Regions from separate parts of the Ovis aries genome. Here region 2 is linked to region 1. The links are chromatin contacts, called in public Hi-C maps. All regions are on one chromosome and are shown on one strand. Each heading gives the region's core, a stretch centred on a gene start, on an enhancer-like site or on the middle of the called end of the contact. The rest is flanking DNA. Distances are from core to core; before and after follow the strand shown.

What was found. A called contact is a pair of places that touch in the nucleus more often than the background predicts.
Region 2: a Hi-C map of liver shows a contact between it and region 1, with 3 times the contacts expected there. The contact joins the promoter of MSL2 here to the promoter of NCK1 in region 1. A contact is called at or near these places in 2 of 16 Hi-C or Micro-C datasets (blood and liver).

Annotation. Positions count from the first base shown.
Region 1 is chr1:252,943,873-252,951,182 of ARS-UI_Ramb_v3.0, forward strand. It overlaps NCK1 (NCK adaptor protein 1), which reads right to left and starts at 4,020. Exons shown (of 4, transcript NM_001166199.1): 1 at 3,931-4,020. It overlaps LOC121817339 (a long non-coding RNA gene), which reads left to right and starts at 4,245. Exons shown (of 3, transcript XR_006057174.2): 1 at 4,245-4,840; 2 at 5,392-5,546.
Region 2 is chr1:253,698,295-253,705,604 of ARS-UI_Ramb_v3.0, forward strand. It overlaps MSL2 (MSL complex subunit 2), which reads left to right and starts at 3,696. Exons shown (of 2, transcript XM_004003317.5): 1 at 3,696-4,547. The coding sequence starts at 4,406.

The DNA.
Region 1 (7,310 bases), core at 2,770-5,269:
ATGAGGGGGGCGGGGGACCGACTTCCCAGGCAGCAAATTGAGAGGTGGTACAGAAGGTATTCTAAATGTACCTAAAAATAATGTTACTTAAAAACATACTGTATCTGGAAGTGATCAAGCATTTCCAAAAACTTTTCCAATGCATTGTTTAATAAAATGTTTTCATATATACCTGGATTAGGCATAGAGTACAAGGAATACTAAATTCTTTGTTATATTTATTATCTGAACTGATCTAAGTGCAACATGATTTTGAAGCATGTACTGAGACTTTTGGAAGGCTGGTTCACCAAGGGGAAAAAAAAAAAAGAACCTTTTTAGATGCATTCATTTTTTTAAAAGATTTCCCCAAGGCATACTCTCACTGCTTTATTCAACTGGTCTGTTTGAACAGAAATTACTCATAGCACACTTATCCAATTTAGCACTCCTTAAGTACAATTTCAGGAATAAAGAACAAGAGAATCAGTGTTTCAACAGTTTATTTTAGCAGATAATTTATTTAAACAAATAAAAATAAGCCATTCACAAACAACCAAAAAATAAAACAAAAATAGCTTCTAATTTGTTTCAGGCCAAAAATGTCAAGCATACCCTCCTGAGATATTTCACCTAATTTTTCTGTGCTACTTGTCTTGTTACATAAATATTAAGAAAAATACCAAGGAAACTCTATGCTGCTGGTTTTAACAGAAACTTTAGAGTTGGGGTGGGGGTGGGGGGCAGAGTGTGAAGAACAAACATACAAAAGCTCTCCAACTTTCCAAGTGGAACAAATGATTTTCAGAATGTTCTGCTCAATAAACAAATTGCTCAACAATCTGGTTCTTGACAGAACAAAACGAAAAAATTAGCGAAAAGTGTTCCTGTTCTATCAAAAAGAGCATTTAGTTAGATCAATAAACTCAGATGCCTTACAAGTAATACATCGTTCACATTTACTTTCAAGGCTCCCAAAGAGTTTCTCTTTTTCAAGAAATTCAAACTAAAATCCAACAGTAAAACTTGTAAGAGATTCATTTTTAATGGGTCATAGGACTCAACAGTGGACACGCCAATATTATTTTAGTTAATGCTGTTAATATACCCAACAAGCTAGAGAAAGACTTCCTGTAGACTTTAAATCACTGTTTCAAGGATTCAAACAATTCAGGTCATAAATGTTCCCCTCCCCTCATACAGAAGTTCTGAATCTAACCAATACACAAAACGCAAAGTAATGTGAAGCAAACAATACAAAATGACACTGCAAGAGATGAAAAGAAGTATAGCTTCATAAGAATACACACATAAATTTTAATACACAGAACTTGAGTTAGGAAATCAAGTAGGAAATTAAGGTATATGTAAGTCAGCTCTGCCAGGGTCACTAGGTGAATTTCAGTGAACTTAGTCTGTATGGATTACATTTTCCCTATGTATAAAATGGAAGGATGGATTCAACATTCCCACAATATTGTTCTGTAGTATTATAATACAAGTCCACATATTAAAAACCAAAGAAATGATAAAACAGTAAGGGCTGTGGGTTCAAAGGAAAGCAACAACACAGAAACCGAAAGATCTAGAAGGCTGTGCAGAAGGACCAAATGTGAAATGTTAACAAAATCTGACTTTACTTGCCACTTAATTTAAGGAGGAAAATTTCTTTTAAAAAATACTAGCAATAAACAGGCAAAGTGTCAACAGACATGAAGGCAGGAAAATACACAATCTAGATGAGAACAAGAGATTGGTTTGTGTTAGGATGGACAGCTCCTATAGAGAATTACTGTTATCATTAGAAAAAAACAGGTTTTGAGCAGACTGTTAGAAGGCTGGGAATTCTGAACTATACTCGAAATAACAGGGAACTAATGCTGGTTTAACAGTGAGGGTGGTGGAAGCACTATTTTAGAACAAGGCAGAAGCCAGAACATACTAAGGGAGAAAAGAGGCAGAAAATCCGGTTAAAAGCTACTGGGGGGAAAAAAGAAAACGAGTGGTTAGAACAGATATCTGAAAGAAATTTCAGAAAATGGCTGACAAAAATTGGGCAATGTTATGTGGTGAGAGGAAGTCTTAAGATAAAACCAGGGCTTATGCCTGGGTAGTTTAAGGCATGATAAATATCACCAAAACAAAGTCAGCATATGGAATCAGTTTTGAAGGAAGACTATAAATTCTATCTTTCAAATAAAGTGAGGAACATCCAGACAGAATTGTTGCCTTATTAAATAATCTTTAAATGTCATTTTTGGCCCTGTCAATTGTCTTCCTAAAACACCACAGCAAAGTATTAACAGAGAATTTGTTAAATGCTTAGTGATTTCAATAGTTTCCTCCAATTCTACTTATTGACGAAATAAGAAAATCATTTAGTCTTCTGGTGTAGGCAGAAAAATATCTGGTATTTTTCCATATTACAAAGGTAAATAAATTGTAAAAATTGTTAAACTATAAAAGAATAAAATAGACAGGATATGGATTTATTAAGTCTTCCTGACAAGTGATTTATAACATTTGCATCAAATCTACCTTGAGTTTTGGCAGGGAAGTTCTCAAAGGTGCAAAAAATCCAGTGGCCTAAAACATATCTCAATATCTAACAAAACGTACCCTGTTATGTTTCATGTTTTATTTTCAAGGACCTGAAAGCACTAGTAAAATCTAGACTAAATATTTAGAAAAACAGAACAAACAAGTTTAAAATTTAATATATGAACAAGCACAGCTGAGAAATCCTGAACATTCTGCAAACTGTTCAGAATTTTCCAAAGAAGAAAATCGTAAAGTTTGCAATAAAAATGAAATAAAACTATTAATCAACCAAAGCACAGATCTCGAGTTTCTATCAAACTATGAGGGATATCTATTTAAGAACTGAATATTACTGACAATTACCAAACAGAACCTTCTTCTTGGATAATTCCCCATTTACTCTGTAAACTCCCTGAGGGTTGAGACACAGCACTTTCCATCTGCTTAATAAACTGTATGGTTGGTCTTTCTTACATCTACCAAAGTAAGATTTTTAAAAATGAATACCTCTTGCAACATTTACTTGTCCTGACTGAACAGTGAGCTTTTTTTTGCTCACCACCCAAGATGGGGATAGAAATTTCTTCAACTCATCCTTTCCTAACTCCCCTGGTTTCTTGCCAAAGTTAACGGGCAGAATTATTTTTAAGTGACTAGTTCATTAGTGTGACACTAAACTGGGCGTCTGTAAAGTAAGGGTTCTCAGTCCGGCACAAAATTCAGCTTCCCGAGCTTCTAATAGCAAACTTTTATGGACACACACAGGAAAGGTTACAAAACCAACTACCAAGATACATTTTTCCCCCCGGATATATTACAACTCAAGTCAAAAGCTTACAGCCCAAGTAACTCACGTACGAATCCATGATATTATAATAACCCAGATTTCCCAACAAGGGAAACTGCAGGGGGCTGGGTGGGGGGAGGGGCGGGAGGCGCATCCCGAGGATGTCCATCCTCCGCACCCTGAACGGCTCCCTCCCACTCCTAGAGGTAAGCGCCCCTCTCCACCACCACCGCGGCCTCGGAATGCGCCACAAAGCCGTCAGGACTTTGAGAGGTAAAGAAAAGGAGGAGGGTGCACGCCACACACTCGACCTCTCAGCCTCCAGGGACGGCCGGCCGCAGCGCTCACCCGGACCCGACGCTCCAGGGAGGGACAGGAAGGTCGTAGGGCTGCGCCTCCCAGGGCAGTGGCCGGAGGGTCGCGCGAAGCCGCGAGGCAAAAAGCCCAGGCCCGACCAAGCGGCCTCCCCGCCCCCTCCGGCTTCGCTCCGAGCCGGCAGACGGCGCCCCGGGAGCTAACTTCAGCAGGGAAGAGGAAGCTCCGCGGCAAGTAACGGGCTATGTAGATTCCCCAGACGAGAAAAAGGCTGTCTGTGCGTCTGCCTGCCGGCAGGACCGTCTCACCTCCCCTCTGCCAAGCCCGGGCGGCGCCAGCTCACTTGAGGAGGGCAGGGACGCCGCCACGGCCGCCGCGATGGCCGTTACGGCACGAGGCCTCCGCTCTGCCGCCGCGTAGCTCTGGGGAGAGAGGCGGGGCGTGCGCGGCGGGAGGGCGGGGCTGCAGCGCCGACCGGTCGCGAGGCCCTGGGCGGACCCGCGCAGACAGGAAACCCCCCCTCCCTGCCCAATCTGATAGGTTCAGTCTTCCCCTTCCCTCCTATCACTGACGCGAGGGCGGTCTTCGCCGCTCTGGGATTGGGCGAGCCCTCCTGTCAATCAATTGCTGTGCTAGGTGTGGAGCTGAGGCTGCTCGGTGGAGAGGGAGTGAGAGAGACAGAAGCGCCCTGCCAGTTTCTGGGTTTTGTTGCTTCTGTGTCTCTGGCTGATTATTCTGGGGCCTTCCTCCTCAGCGCCACAGGAGATTCCACAACAGAACTGACTGCTTTCCGAGTTAAGCCCCGACTGCTCTGGGAGCTTCCTTCTGGTTTCTGCACCTGAAGAAGGTCTTACCAGCGGAAAGTTCTTAGGGACGGGAGCGAAAATGAGAAGCAAACAAAAAGGCCTGAACGTAGAGTCCTGAGAGAAAAATGTAAGACGTGTCCTTAACTTGAACCGCAAACCAAAATAAGCTGAGTCTGAGGGCCTTCGAAGCGCCCTGGTGCGTGGATAGCTTCCATTCTTGGTTGCCGTAGCCTTGCTGTGAGGACAGTGACTTTCGGTGACAGGTCTGTTCTTTCTTAGCTGCCCAGCCCCAGACACCTGCCATCAGTAAGTTGGTTCTCCCCACGCCGGAGCCTCAGACCCCATCACCTGCCTCTTCCTCCCCAGCCATCTCTGTGGCTCTGCGTAGGCGTTTGCCGCCCAGGGAAGCCTGGTAAGTGCACAGGTGTTTTCCCCATCCAGCTGCTGAAAGAGCCAGACTTTTTGCGACTCCATGGATCTGAAGCCCACCAGGTTCCTCTCTCCATGGAATTTGCCAGGCAAGAATCCTGGAGCTTTTTGCCATTTCCTAGGGATACAACCAGCGTCTCCTGCACTGGCAAGGGGATTCTTTACCACCTGGGGAGACCTCCCTACCCCTACATGATTTCAAATCAGAAATCATGTCAGTCAGTACTGTTTTTCCCCAGTACCTAGCACATGGTAGTGTTAGGCACTTAGTCCTGTCTGACGCTTTGCGACCCCATGGACTGTAACACATGGAATTGTCCAGGCAAGAATACTGGGGTGGGTTACCATTTCCTTCTCCAGGGGATCTTGGACCCAGGGATCGAACCCAAGTCTCCCACTTTGCAGGCAGATTCTAGCACATGGTAGATCATCAGTAAGTATTGTTTAAGGCATTAGTACAGCTTCAATCCCCAATTTCATTCATTTATGCTTTTCTGTATTTAACTTCAGAATTATTCATTTGTATCCTAATAGAGGAATATGGTTCACTTGCCATATATATGATCACACGGTCAAGCATAAATCACCTGTGGCCCCTTCCTGGCCTCAAGTTGAGAGGGCAAGTGGACCAGGAAAATCTGGGCAGCAACTCCATCTGTATCCTGTAATTAGGATCTAAAGTTAATAATGTAAGTGGATTTTGGATTTATTCTAAGGATCTAAATACCTTTGTATATTTTATCATGGCTGCTATGGACTGAATTGTGTCCCCTCTCAAAATTCCTGTGTTGATGCTCTGACCCCCCAGTGTGACTGTATTTGGAGACAAGGCCTTTCAGAGATAATTTAGGTTAACTGAGGTGATAAGAGTGGGGCCCTAATCCTATAGAATTAGTGTCCTTTATAAGAAGTGACGGCAGAGACGTAGACACTGTCTTGCTGTCTGTCCTCACAACTAAAAGACACAGTGAGAAAGCAGCCGTGTGCAAACCAGGAAGAGAGTGTTCACCAGAAACTAACCATGCTGGCATCCGGACGTGGGACTTCCAATCTCCAAAACCGTGAGAAGTTTAATTGTTGTTTAAGCCACCCAGTCTATGGCATTTTGTTACAGCAGCCCACACTATTGTTATAGCTCTGTCTAACAATAGTTTTATTTGTTGATACATCTTATAAAGTTTATGGATTGAGATATTTAATTCATTTTTGAAGCTGTATAAACCCATTGTCCAGAGGTTGAAACTATTTCTCCAAAATAGTTTCACACAACAAACTGTTAGGTACACCTGGCTCATAACAAACTTAGCTACACCTGGCTCAGTTCAGCTTTAGCTTTTTAACATGTGATGGGATTAGGAGAATGTGAATACAAACATAACAGGTAAAATAGTCCTTGCTATCAGGCAGCTTAAACCACTTCCATAAATGGGGAAAATAAACCCAGAAAAAAAATATGCTGAAGTCGTTTAATTTTAGATTTTATTTTGTAAGGGATTATGTATTTTGAATGGGTCAATGATCTGAACAGACTGTGAGATTTTGATCCAGATCTCTTAACTACTACTGTGTGCCATCTGTTTAAGTAATAAAAGAAGGAAGAGAATTTTTTCATAAAAGGATTTTAGTTTCCTGTAAATACATGTTTTCCTTTTAACTTTTCTTTAAATGTTCCCTCATCACCCTATTCTTACCAGGAACTCAAGAAAGAAAGAAAGAAAGAAAGAAAGAAAAACTCAAAAAATACAAGAGAAAGAGAAGGAATTGAAGAATAAAAATAAGGAGACAGAAATGAGAGGAAAGCATTGGGGTAGATAGACAGGAAGTCATGTATGGAATTGCTCAATAGTGTACTTAGACGTATGGAGCCCATGTTTGTAAGGGGTGGGTGTTGTCCCAGAGACCTTTCACACTGTCTCCCCAACTTCCAAATAGAAACATGTGCTTGACTTCTTCTTCCTCTCTTTTAGCAGAACTCAAACCAAAAATGGGAATCAACCCTGCTAATTAGTTCTGAGTGGACTAGCCAGAATCAGGCAACAATATTTAGGTCAAAACTTATGACCTATGGACTAGGAATGGGGTTTCAGCTACAGGTAGCTAATCAATCTAGGATAAGAACATATAGGTAGTTCACTTGATTCATCCCAGAGGAAAGAATTTGAGAAGACAAGGAAAGGAAAAATGAGCCTCCGTGTCTCAAGACCTTTCCCAGGAAACTATTGAGGACTTGTAGTTAGAAATGATTAGAGAGAATGATCTGGTTTAATATCACTGTAAGGACTACATAGGACAAAACAAACAAAAACAAAATCCTACCTACTAAATCAGTAAGAAGTCACTAATCACAGGCTTGACTGTGAAGTGTAGAAATTAGTGAACCCTGGTAACTAAATTCACTTTCTGGGTTGAGTATTATTACTCTTTTATGGGAATTAAACAAAAATTTATTGAGT
Region 2 (7,310 bases), core at 2,446-4,945, 750 kb after region 1:
GGGAAGGTGAGAGAGGGAATATCATCTCCAAATAGATTTTGGTTTTGGAAGGAGAAGGCAGAGGGAAGAGGGTGAAATAGGAAGAGGAGAGAAGGCAAAAACTTTCATAATTTTGTAAAGGGCTTAACCCCTCAGAAAATCCCTTTGACTTATTGCCAGCTTGATCTTTGTTCACTGAAAGGATAACTACAACTCCTTCTGCATTAATTTTATTGTCCTCAAAGTGCTAGATGACTATCAATAAATACTTGTTTATTCCTAGTGTTTCAAATCAATCCACACTCTGGCTTTACTAAAGATCTGAGAAGTGACATTGATCGAGCTGAAGTAAGAACTATCTTTAAAATTATAAGACATTTTATGTTTTTCTCCAAGGAGAAGCAAACATTTGTCCATGCCTATTATTCACCACACACTGTACTGGGGTGTTTACTTACATTATCACATTTCTAGTAATTCATCATTATTTTAACAATTACTGAGTAGCTATTATATGTCAAACCCCGTGCTTGGCAATGATGATAAAGGCAGAGAGAGAAGAGCCGGAAAACTGCTCTTCAAATGGTTCTAGCATAATAGGGAGAAAATAGGACTAAACCAACAACTGCCACTTAGTGTGAGAAATGCAGTCAAAGAGGTAAGCCCTTGGAAATCTTGGAACATAGAAAAGGGGAGCTTTAATTCAAAATGGATAGGAAAACGATAAGAAGAAGGAAACAAGTATTTGTTGTTTGTCTGAAATGAAAATTTAAGTGCCAAGAGTCTAAGGAGCCATGACTAAATGTGACGTGCTATCCTTGATGGCATCCCAGATCAAGAAAGGAACATTAGGGAAAAACTGAAGAAATAGGAATAAAATATGGATTTTACTTAATAATAATGTATTACTATTGGTTCATTGATTGTGACAAATGTATAATACTGTTACTAACAGAGGAAACCGGATGTAGAATATAGGAGAACTATCTGTACTGTCTGTGCAATAATTCTGTAAATTCAAAACTTTTCAAATAAAAAGTTAAGTAATTTTTAAAACTGGCATTTTATATTTTTGTCAGATCTGGCAACCCTAACAGTTTTACTTCCAAATAATAATTAAACACAAAATATGAAAAAAATTACCTTGATAGTTTAAAATTTAAGTTAAATATGAATTCTCCTAAATATTTGATCCAGGCACTTCTTTTAATATAAACAGTTCATTTGTTTTCTTTTCAGGCAAACTTCAAACAAGTAAATAGTTATTATACAAGGTTATTTCAGTGTAGAGATGCTTTGCCATAGCCTATCAGCATTTGCAACCAATTCAAAAGCTAAAAAAGAACTGCCTCTTCTTTCTCTTTCACACACACTCACACATGAACCATTAATAGAATTATTCTTAATCTGATGTGCACATCTCAAGAGATTTTTAAAAATCCGTTTAAAAATCCTTGCGAAAATCAGCAAGGTTAAGGCCTTGCAAGTAATCACTTGTCTAGGGTCACCGCTAACTTGTACTGTCTGAATGCAAACAGTGCTGATTATTTCACTCTCCGTGTTGGTCCTCTGGGGAAGGACAACCTGTGTGTTGTAGAAGAACTTGAGTCTGGAATAAAAATAGAACTGTATATTAAAACACTTTCATTTGAAGGTGAGCTTAGAAAAGATTTCTTATTTAAGACAAAAGGAAGACCAGACTTTTAAAAGAGAATGAATTTTATAAACTATTTGTCAGACCAAATACATTTTGCACAGCTTTGTTTCACAAAATTAGGAAAATAGATTATTTTTAACACTTCGTACTAATAGTATGCTAGTGCTTCCAAAGAAAATGTACCTGTCCTCAAATGGTAATAGAATTTATCAGAGGTTATATGGGTTCTCTTGATATCTTAACTCTTCATTTCTACTCCAAGTGGCAAGCTTCAAACAAAAATGTTTTTGTCAGAAAAGATTTACATACGTCATAAATCTTCGTTTGCAGACATGTTTAGAGCATTTACTAAGCGCAAAAAGTTATGTTGAAGAGCTTTGGTGTATCCAGAGATAATGATTCCTACGCTGTTTCTATTTTTAAAGACGGTTTGTTCTTTTGGAGGGGAGGGGAGTCAGACGTTAAATTAGGGTTTTGTTTTTACCTCCGTGACCTTGGTCTCCTGCAAAAACAGGTCAAAACTTTCTTTAAAAAACAGGTAATACTTTCAAGGATTTGGGTTCTAAAGCAGGACCATGGGTTCTTATCTGTTCATACAGAGAGCGAGGTCTGTTTAAAGAAAAAGAGATTCGTTTTGTTGTTTAATTGGATTCCTGTGGAGAGCTCGGTGCCCTGGAAGGCTGGGCTGCTCACGTCCGTCGTCCTCCAAGCACTAGAGAAAGAGCCCGCTCTGACGGGCAGAGAAGGAGGTGGGTGCGGACACCACCGCTTCAGACGGCCTGATCCGGCCTTAGAGGCCTCAGGGTGCCGTCGACGCGGGCCGCGGCCCCAAAAGAGCCCACGCCGCCCGAACGCCCGCTGGGCGCGCAGCCACGTCGCTTGCCACCTCCCTTCTGAGCCGGGCGGGTGCAGGCGAGCGGCGGCAGCGCCCTTTTGGCCGTCTGGAAGCTCGGTTCCTGGAGAAAGGCCGCGAGGGCGGGGTTTGGGGCGGTGCGGCGCTTTCTCCTCACCTCGCGGTCAGCCCGGGCGAGGAGAGGCCGCATGGGGCCAGGGCGGAGCGTCACATGGCGCGACCCAGTCGGGGCTCCGCGTTGGCGGACACCGAGGAAGCCGTGTAGTGCGGGAAGCCTACAGCCCACACTGGGGAAGGATGGGTCAACTAACGAATGTTTCACCACAGCCCACACGCCTAAGAGGGAATTTGAGAGCGCCTGGGGGAGGGGCGGGGAGCGCAGGCGGTTCACCAGGAGCACGCTCTGTACAGAGAGCAGTAAAGTGGGGAGTCAGGCATGCGCAGTGAGCTCAGGGTGGGTTGGCAGCGGGGAGGGGCTGGTGTGAGCGGGCTGATGTGTTTATCCGGTTTTCTGGGTGGGCGCTCAAAGCGCACGCGTCAGGGCGAAAGGCGGCGGGGCTGGGTAGTGGAGTGCGCATGCGCCCAGCGAGCCGGTAGCTCTGGGAGGGTGTGGAGGGGGCTCTGAGAGGAGAAGCAGGGGAAAAGGGAAGCGAAGGGAAAGGAAAGGGCGGGGGGAGGGGTGAGAATGTGGTCTGCGCATGCGTGCGAGCACTAGCGACGACGGCGGCGGGGGAGTCTCGGGGATGACAGTGGCTTTGCCCGTTGGGGTAACGGTCGTCGTCGCCGTCAGGGCCTGAGGCGCCGCACAGCCCGCGGGATCCATTAAGGCCGCAGCAGCCCGGGCCCTACCGAGCTCGAGTGGCGCGTGGAGTCGGGGTGAGGGCGGCGAGGCACGGGGGGAGGGGCCTGCGGCGGGGCCTTGCTGTGTGCGCTGGGCGGCGGCGGGGCCTGTCGGTGTGAGCGCTCGCCTCAGCCGCGGCCGGCCGGGCGTCGTGGGCGGTGGCGGCCGTGGTGCTTGGCGGAGGAGGCGTCCGTGTGTGTGGCGCGGAGAAGATGGCCGGGCAGTGAGGGGGCGGCGCTTGCGCCTGGTGACCTCGGAGTGAGCGACTGAGGAGCGAGGGGCGCCGCCGCGGCCCGGCCGGGCCTGCTCCCCGCCCCCTCCCGCCGCCGCCGGCCCGCGCACTTCCTCCCCGGCCCTCCCCTCTCGGGCGGGGGCCTCCCCTGGCCGCTTCGCCACCTCAGGGAACAGCCGGGCTCTAACCGCCGGGGCGGAGAGTCAGGCTCAGTCCGGGCCCCGCGTCCGATATGGAGAGAGCGGCGGCGGTCTCCGCCAGCCGCAGCAGCAGCGTTCGCCGCCGCCGCGGCTCGGTGCACTAGATCCAGGAAGCCGACGCCCGCGCTGCCGTCCTTGCCGTCGCCGCTGCCTCCGCGCCGGGCGCTGTGATGGAGTAAGGGCCCCGCAACCCGTGAGAAGCGTGCCCGCCCCTCGGACCGGGCCGGGGCCTGCCGCCGCGCCCGCCAGCTCGACCACAGGAGGTGCCTCCGCGTCCAGGGATGCAGCTCGAGCGCAGGCCGCCCGCCGAGCCGTGGGGCTAGACTGAGCGCCGCCTCCGCCGCGTTCTGCGCCCCGCGGCCGCCCGGGACGAACTCGAACGCTGGTTTCTCCCTCGCTTTTTTTTTTTTTTCCCTACTCGGTCTGCAAGTCTCAGGGACGGAGGAGGGGCGCCAGGGCCCCATGTGTGGGAGGATTGCTTCAGCTCCACAAACTTGTACGGATTTTGGTTACTGGTTTGGCCAGAGGTTTTGCCCCGATTTCCTCCGAATTGTTACAAACTCGCCGTTGTTCCCTGGCTGCTTACAAAGTTGGATCCGGAATTTCTCTTCACCCGGGAGCCAACGGTGTCGAAGCGTCTGCAATGAACCCGGTGAATGCTACTGCTCTCTACATTTCCGCGAGCCGCCTAGTGCTCAACTACGACCCCGGAGACCCCAAGGCGTTTACAGAGATTAACAGGCTCTTGCCTTACTTCCGACAGTCCCTCTCGTGCTGCGTTTGCGGTGAGACGCTTTTTATTGTTCCCTTTTCAATGTTGGTTAAAAAAAAAAAACCTCTGGGCGATGGTAACAGGAACGGTTTGACGGCCGGGTAGTTTGTATTAAGCTTTTGTTATTTGTGCCGGAGTGCAAGGTCTTTAGTTTTGAAACTCGCCAGAGGACTTTTGCCTGGCATTTGGGACAGAACCTTCTAAACCGCCCTGTACGGCGGCCTCAATGTTCAAAACTGTTTAATTCGCCTTAAGTCATTTCTGTACCATTTCTGGTGGTGGGTTTCTGTTTTTTTTTTTTTTCCCCCTGAAAAAGGGGAAATCATGCATGCTGCTGCCTTAAAATAAATTTTTTTTTTACGCTTTCGATAACAGAACTGACAAAACACCTACCTTGGTTAAACCTGGTTTAAACTTGTACATGTGGCGTGTTTGCATTTCTCCAAACGTGTTAGGTGTGGACGATGGTATAGCGGGTGAACTCGGTGTGGAACTTTCCCCCCAGGTTCTTCTAATGCTTTGACAGCTTGACGGTAAGCGATGATCCAGGGCAGACTGATGGTAATAAGTGCTTCTTGGCTGGTGGGGTTTTTACAGGATTACGTTTTCTTTGGCTTTACTATATCGTGGCTTGGTAGAAAGTGATTTTAGGTGTTTTTGTTCACGAAGTATTAGTTCGTGCTGGGCAGGATATTTTCCAAGTTATTTTTGAGAGATGAAGTTGCTTAACATTAGTGTTTAAATAATGGTAATGATTTGTGATTTTTATCGAAGTGATTGAAAGTTATTTTTCAATAACACACCGAGACTGAAAACTTTAATATAAAGGAAAGGGCAGCTGGCAAAACCAAAACAAAATAGTAATACTCCACATTCTTATTTCTCCAAAACTTCTGAGATTTTGTTGATCCACTTGTTTAGTCAGAATTTGAGAAATTCAGTCGTTTCAGACTTTCACTTAAAGAGAGATTTTGCGACTGTAGTGGCTGAAGGGAGAAATAGTATTCATCTGAGATTCAGCATTTTCTGTATAGCTCTGGAGCAAAGCACTGAGGAGGGTGCAGAAAAGGTGAAGAGGTTTTTTTTGTTTGTTTTTTTGTTTTTTGTTTTTTTGCACGTCAGGTCCTTAATACAATCTCATAGACGTTTAAGTAACAGTGTTCGAATGTGATTAAGTGCTACGCTGACTGGTAACGGAGACTTAACCCTTATAGAGAAGCAGTTGCCCTGGGTAAATAAGTTAACTGCCCCCCCGGACCTCAGTTTCTTAACGTGTAAAATGAGAGCTTTGGGCTAGATTCACAGTTTGCTTTCTGCTCTTAAAAATAGAAGAATTTGCTTGATTTCAGCGTTCTATCCCACCTCATTCTCCCTCTTTTTTGTATGGAGTACTTTATTTTATGCCTTCACAGCTTTTGATAGTTCGTGGAATGAGGAGATGGGGCTGCTGTAACAACTTTTTACACAAACTTTTCTGGGAGTGGGGATTGCTACTGTGGTAATGTAGAGGGCATAAGCCAGCCCATCCTGGCCTGCTAGAACTGCAATAAAGAGTGATGTCATAATCCAGGTAACACTTGAATATCTGGTAGGTCTCCTTTTTGAAAGATAGAGGGAACTTAGCTCTCTAAGAGGGAAATGGTAGTTTTGAAATAGTGTAGGTGCTTGGCTCTTATCAGTAGCTTCAGGACAGTTGTGATCTAATTGAACATTTTCTAGAGTCTAACCTGGATTTTAAAAAATGTTATTAATGCTACGTTAGAACCTTTTTTTAAAACCAGTTTGACAACTCAAAAAGAAAGTTTTCTGACATTGGGGCTTGGTAATAATTCCTTTTTCAAATGTCTCTTTCCCATCATTCTATGGGAGAGATTTGTGGGTTCTACTTTGCCTTTATAATTAAGTAGCTGGCATAATATTTCAGCATTATAGGTGTAGGTTCAGTTTTTTCCCCTTATCTCTTTGGATGTAAGTCTGTGGTTATCAAGAGATGGGAAAAAAAAATCTGTTATTTGAATTCAGATCCAACATTTTTCATTTTTGTACCAGATACTATCCTAGACCCTTTCTTCTTAGCTGAAAAGTAGTTACTTCAATTAACAGGGCATGTGCAGTCTTACTTAATAAGGATAAACAGATATGTAAAAACTAAGTTTAATTCTCTTGGTGCTTTAAATAGGAAGTTTGTTTCAATAGGTCCTTCAGTGTCTGACCCAGTCCTACCTTTTCAGCTTTGTATTCAACTGCCCTCATATATCATTTCAGTCAGTTTAGTATTTTTGTCTTTTCAAATGTACATACCTTATGACTGCCTCCTCTTTTCCCCACCTTTGCACTCTGAAGTTCCTTCTACCTAAAATATATTTTTATTCTGTATGGTCTAACTCCCTCCTCAGTGAATTCTTTGTTCTAATCACAGGCACTTTTAACTCTTAAGTTTTTGTACATTTTTGTGTTCCTTCTGCTTCATTCTTTCCTATCCAGTGACTTGCATGTAGGTGTTTATGGCAGACTCAGAGGAAGAAAGTGAGGAGGTAGGGAGGTAAAAAAGATCTATGAACTTTGCAGTTAGGTACAAATCCTAACTTTGCTACTTGCTGTCTAGGCACATTATTTTAACTTCTCGCCTGAATTTCCTCTATGTACAGAAGGGGATAGTTATGCCTTCTTTAAGTTTTGTTTCTCCAAATCTGTGTTGTATGTGTTTATTTTTAAGGAGGAAAAGCCTTTTGAACCCATGAGAACAAGTGTGTGGACTTGCTGTCTGGCTTAGTAT